Regions from separate parts of the Sus scrofa genome. Here region 1 is linked to region 2. The links are chromatin contacts, called in public Hi-C maps. All regions are on one chromosome and are shown on one strand. The core of a region is the stretch at or near the end of the contact, and the rest is flanking DNA. Distances in the headings are between cores, read along the strand shown. Region 1 holds the start of BICRA (glioma tumor suppressor candidate region gene 1 protein). Region 2 holds the start of NAPA (NSF attachment protein alpha).

What was found. A called contact is a pair of places that touch in the nucleus more often than the background predicts.
Region 1: a contact with region 2 is called in a Hi-C map of liver, with 5 times the contacts expected there. The contact joins the promoter of BICRA here to the promoter of NAPA in region 2. A contact is called at or near these places in 3 of 5 promoter capture datasets (fetal liver and liver), 9 of 47 Hi-C or Micro-C datasets (alveolar macrophages, blood, heart right ventricle and 4 more) and 2 of 2 datasets of contacts at active chromatin or transcription factors (alveolar macrophages and skeletal muscle).

The regions. Positions count from the first base shown.
Region 1 is chr6:53,337,865-53,340,564 of Sscrofa11.1, forward strand. It overlaps BICRA (glioma tumor suppressor candidate region gene 1 protein), which reads left to right and starts at 1,302. Exons shown (of 17, transcript XM_021094645.1): 1 at 1,302-1,368.
Region 2 is chr6:53,273,858-53,276,640 of Sscrofa11.1, forward strand. NAPA (NSF attachment protein alpha) reads right to left here and starts at 1,381. Exons shown (of 11, transcript NM_001244384.1): 1 at 1,194-1,381. The coding sequence starts at 1,291.

The DNA of each region.
Region 1 (2,700 bases), core at 52-2,551, 64 kb after region 2:
ACCTCCGTGGTCTCGTAAATAACAGTAGTGCCGCCGAGAAACTAGGATCAGATCTAAAGCTTAAAAACACATAGCTCTCAATCACTTATTTATTCAACACACATGTATTGAGCAGCTTCGTGGGGTATGCGCCTAGCTTTTCAGGGAACCGGGGAAACTGAAGGTATTAAGCGACCAGAATATAAGCCGCCTCGGCCTGAGCGCTTGGGGAGGGTAGCTCGTAGCTATCTGGGTCCTCGTTGGGCTCCGAGCCCGGCGCAGGGCACACAGTAGGCGCTCAGCATGCGTTCGCCGAAGAAACGCGCCCATCTGAGTGTCACGCCCGCAAGGCGTTCTCGGCCCGGCGGGGCGGAAGCAGACCCAACACCACCGAGGCGTCCCGGGGCTTCTGGGAATCCCATCTGCGCGGCCCGAGAGACCTCGAGGAGAGGTTCTAAGAGAGGTCGGATCCGCTTCCCCGGCGCCCGCCTCCAGGCCGCGGCAGCTCAGAGAACCGACAGAGGTGAGTGAGCGAGCCGCGTTTGGGGTCCAGGCCTGTGTCCCCAAAGCACCGCCCCCGCTCCCCAGCCTTCCAGCTTTTTGGCTCCGACTCCCGGCTCCTTCGAGATTCCACCTGCGGGGCCTCCCTTCTCCATCCACGACTCCCGCTACCTTTTCGAACCTTCGGCGCTCCCCTTGGACGCGTTCTCCTACCCGGCGACCGTCCCCAGCGTCGGGGCGCGGCCGGGGCGCACGGAGCCCCCTCCCCAGCCGGGCCGGTCGCCCGGGATCCGGGAGTGCGAATCCGTTTAGCCTTCCCCCCTAGTCCAGAACATCGCTCGATGTAGTCGGGAGGCTCCAACGGAGCCTGGGAAGACGCGCCCCGAACCCCCGGGACTTGAGCGAGGGAGGGGGCGGTGCCGGTGCGGAGGTCACCCTCCCGGGGCGTCCGCAGCCTCCCATTCGCTGGCGGGCCCGCCGCTCCGCGCCCAGAGCGGTAGCTGGTTTGCCGAGTCGCGGGGCGGGGCCTCCTCCAAGCTCGTCCCCCGGCGAGGGCGGAGGGAGGAGGAGGAGGAGGAGGAGGAGAGGGGGGGCGGGACACAAAACCTGCAAGGTTTTTTTTTTTTCTTTTGCATTTAATTAAAAAAAAAATTTTTTTTTTTTTTTTTGCAAACCCGAGGGGTCCTGCCCGGAGCGGGCGCGGGTCCGGGGCGCCCGGGCCGCGGCGCGGGGCGGCGGCAGGGGCCTGGCGGAGGCTGCCGGGCGGCCGCCATGCGATCAGGCAGTGCGCTGACCGGCCCGGCCGGTCGGCCCCTTCTGGGTCCTCCCTTTGCAGCCCGTGCGGGGCCGTCTCGGAGACCCCGCGCCGACGGCTGCTCAAACATCAGGGTGAGTTTCTCACAATGTAGCAATTTCTCTTTAAATCTCTTAACTCTCTCTACCTGCGAGTCGGGGCTGTGACAGGGCGCAAAAGCGAGGGGGGAGTGGGGGTTGGCGGCGAGGGTGTGTGTGGGGGGAGCCGGAGCCGGGGCCGAACCCACCCCCCGACACTCACACACTCAGCCCCCCAACCGGGGCGCAGCGCCCGCTGCCTCTTTTTTTGCTCGGCGCCCACCACCCCCGGTAGCCCCCCCCCCGACTCCTCGCGTCTCTCCCACCATCACCGCCGCCCCGATCCTGCGGGGACCCCCACCCCCCACCCCGGGTTCCTCTGCCCAAACCCGGCGCCCGGTGCCTCCCCGGCCCTCCCGCCGGCTGCCGGGGATACAATGGAGCGGCGGAAAAACGAGACCTAACGTTCCACGGGGGGAGGGGCGGGGAGACCCCCCCTCCCCCGGCCCGGGGGCCTCCTCCCCTCGCCCTGCTCCTCGCCTTTCGGGAAAGAGGAGGGCAATGGGGCAGCGGATGGTGGCTTCCCTGTCGGAGCCGGCGAGCCTTCATCTCCCCCTCTCGCCCGTCCCCTGCGCCCCCTCCTCTCATCCCTCCTGGGGGTGCCGGGAAGAAACGGGGCCTCCGGCAGGCTGGGAAGGGATGGATGCGGAAGGAGGCCACTGGGTCTCCCCCTCCCCACCGCCCCTAAACAATGAAAGGAGTTGACTTGGTCCCCCACCCCCCAGCAGTGAAAGGAGTTGACCCCCCCCCCCGCTAGCTGGCTGGTCCCGGAGGGGGCCGTTGCGGGGGGTGGGGGGAGGAGGGAGTGGAGCCTTACCCCTGTCACCTCCCGAGATTTGGGGTGGCCCCCCATCTCCTCCCCCTCGGCCCGGGAATGGGAGGCACCAGGCCCAGCCCGGGCACCGCGCTCGGGTGGTGACCTTTAGACAAAGGCAACCCTTTCCCTGGGGTGAGCCCGGACGAGCCGGGCCCGAGGCCTCCCCGGGCCCCTGCGGAGGGCGGCCAGGCCGCGGGCACCCGGAGGGAAGGATGGAGGAGGAGGGAGGAGGGATGGAGCCATCTGGTTTTCCCATCCCTGGCCGCCCCTCGGCTGCTTCTCCGGCTCCTGTCACCCGGCGGCCTCGGGGAGACAAGGGACCAGGGGCTGCCCGGGCCTTGGTCCGCGGCCAGCGGCCACCCGGGCGAGGAGCCGCGGGAGGGCCCGGGAGGCAGCGGTGGCTGGAAGGCAGCGCGGCTCCTTCCTATCTCCGCACCCCTTTGTTTTGCTTTGTGGTTCTGAGCAGCTGAACTTCCCGGGGAGGTGGGGTCAGAGGCCGCTGTGTCAGCTCT
Region 2 (2,783 bases), core at 131-2,630:
CTTTATGTGAAAGGCCTGCCACACTGTGGGTGTTGGGTCTGTGGCCCAGCCCCCTTCAGCCCTCTCCTGGGCATGCTGCTCATCCTGCTCGCACTGCCCGCCCAAACCTCACTCAAGGACCATTCAGCAGGCCTTCAGCCCCTTCTGGTTTTCTCATCTCTTCCCTTTTTTTTTTGGGGGGGGGGCTAATCCTGTGGCATAAGGAGGTTCCCAGTTTAGGAGTCTAATCGGAGCTACAGCTGCCGGCCAGTCACAGCCACACGCCAGATCTGTGCCGCATCTGCAACCTACACCACAGTTCACGGCAACGCCGAATCGTTAACCCACTGAGCAAGGCCAGGGATCGAACCCAAAACCTCAGGGTTCCTAGTCGAATTCGTCTCCACTGCGCCACAATGGGAACTCCTCTCATCTCTTCCTTTTATCCTCCCCAGTCCTAAACCGAGCCAGCTCCACTGATTTCCCCCCACGCCCACTTGGTCTCCAGTCTCCCAGCTCAGGCCTCATCAGCCTTCGCTCCATCACCCCAGGGAGGCCTCCGCCCAGATCTCACCCGGGTGTCAGATCCCCTGATACTAGTTCCCGGCAACCAGGACCACACTCAGCCCAGACACCTCACACACCTCAGACCTGGGCTCCTCACTCCCAGGATCACCTAAGCCCTGACCCTGAGTTCACACAAATCCACCACCTCAGGACTTGGAAAGGTGAGGCCCTAGAGCGGGAGAGCTCCTCAGTCCCAGGCCTCAAGACGCCGGTCTGAGATCCTTCAAATAAGTCCTCCTAGAGCTTCAAAAAGCTGCTTGACCTGGCTGCCCTCCCAGGCTCCCTCAATCTCCGCAGGCCAGGTTCCCCGCAAGGCCTCAGACCATTTCTTCACCCCAGCTGCTGCTCTGGCCCGTCTTCAGCCTGGGTCCCCTTGCCGCCTCCAGATGGTGTCACCCTGGCCTGGGTGTCCTCAGCCCAGGGTAATGCCATCTTCTCAGTCTCTCCTCAAACCATGATGCCACTGCCACACCCGGGGCCCCCTAGCCCTCAGCCTCGTCCCCTCTGCTGACTTAGACCATGTCACGTAATCCAGTGACGCCCTCCATCCTCGAGGCTCAAGCCCTTCGTCTCTACCGCCGCCTCAGCCCATGACTCCTGCGTCCTCTCAGCGTAGGTCCCGGCCGACTGCCCGGCGCAGTTCTTACCCAAAGAGGCCCGAGAAAAAGGACTGCGAGTTCTTCACTTTGCGCTCCGCCTCGGCCAGCAGCGCCATCGCTTCCGCTTCCTTCCCGGAGTTGTCCATGGCGGCGGCAAAGGTACTCAGCAAACCGCCGAACCCCAACCCTCGGAGGACTCAGCCGCGGCAGAGCCGCGGTACACAGGTCGGGGGAGCTTAGTGGGCTGCGTTGACGTCGCTCCGGCGCGCGCCTCCTGCGCCCCGGCACCACGTGCTCCGCGCTGGCCAACCAGCGGCCTCGTAGCGCGGCGCGCGCCCCGCGGGCCCCGCCCCCCGCCAGCTGCCTTACACCGCCCCGTGACTCTCAGTTTCCAATCGGCGACCTGGTGCTTGGACGCATGCGCAAGAGTCCGCGCACTGCGCTCGCCTCGCTTCCGGAAGCTCGGGGTGACGGCCCATGTGATTCAACGCCAGCCAATCGTAGTCCTCACCGCCAAGGACCCTTCCTCCTCCCCGCAAGCTCCTCCTCGAGGTGTTACCTGGCTGGATCCGCCTCCACCAATGAGCACCAGACCCTGGCTCCGCCTGTACCTTCCCCGGTGGAATTTATATCCCAGTCAGCTGACCGATGCCTCTCACGTGACAGCTCCTGGGCCGTGCGGGAAGTTACGACCAAACCACGCCTGGGTTTGACAGCTCCGTTGCGCAGTAGTTAGTCCCCGCCTCCGCTCCTTATCTCCTATTGTCCTTCACTTGTAAAGGCGTCTGTGGCGAGAAGGAAACTGGTCTTCTTGTTCTTGCGCCCTCTGTCGACCTATGCTGAAACTGGCTTGGGAAGGGCAGTGAAGAAAGCATACCTCACTTTATTTGTACTTTAATTACCCTTTGCAGATACTACGTTTTGGACGAGTTGAAGGTTGTGGGAACCCTGCCTTGAGCAGGAGTGTCTGCGCTGCGCTGCTTCCCAAACAGCATTAGCTCATTTCACGTCTCAGTGTCACGTTTGATAATTCTTGAACTACTTTAAATGTTTTCATTACTACATTTGTTAGGGCGGCCTGTGAAGAGTGATCTTTGATGTTACTACTACGACTGGCTAAAGGCTCAGATGACAGCAATAAGTACTTTTTTTTTTTTTTTTTTTTTTTTGTCTTCTTGCCATTTCTTGGGCCGCTCCCGTGGCATATGGAAGTTCCCAGGCTAGGGGTCCAGTCGGAGCTGTAGCCACCGGCCTACGCCAGAGCCACAGCAACGCGGGATCCGAGCCACGTCTGCAACCTACACCACAGCTCATGGCAACGCCAGATCCTTAACCCACTGAGCAAGGCCAGGGGTCGAACCCAAACCTCATGATTCCTAGTCGAATTCGTTAACCACTGAGCCACGATGGGAACTCTAGCAATAAGTACGTTTAATTGATATGTACTTTTTTTTTTTTTACACAATACTATGGCACACTAACAGACTCAGGGATAGTGTAAAGGTAACTTTTATATGCACAGGGAAACAAAAACTCCTGTGACTGGTGTTATTGTGGTGATCTGCAACTGCACCTGCAGTGTCTTTGAGATATGCCCATAACTGAGAGATAGAGGCAAAACTGAGAGCAGAGGTTCTA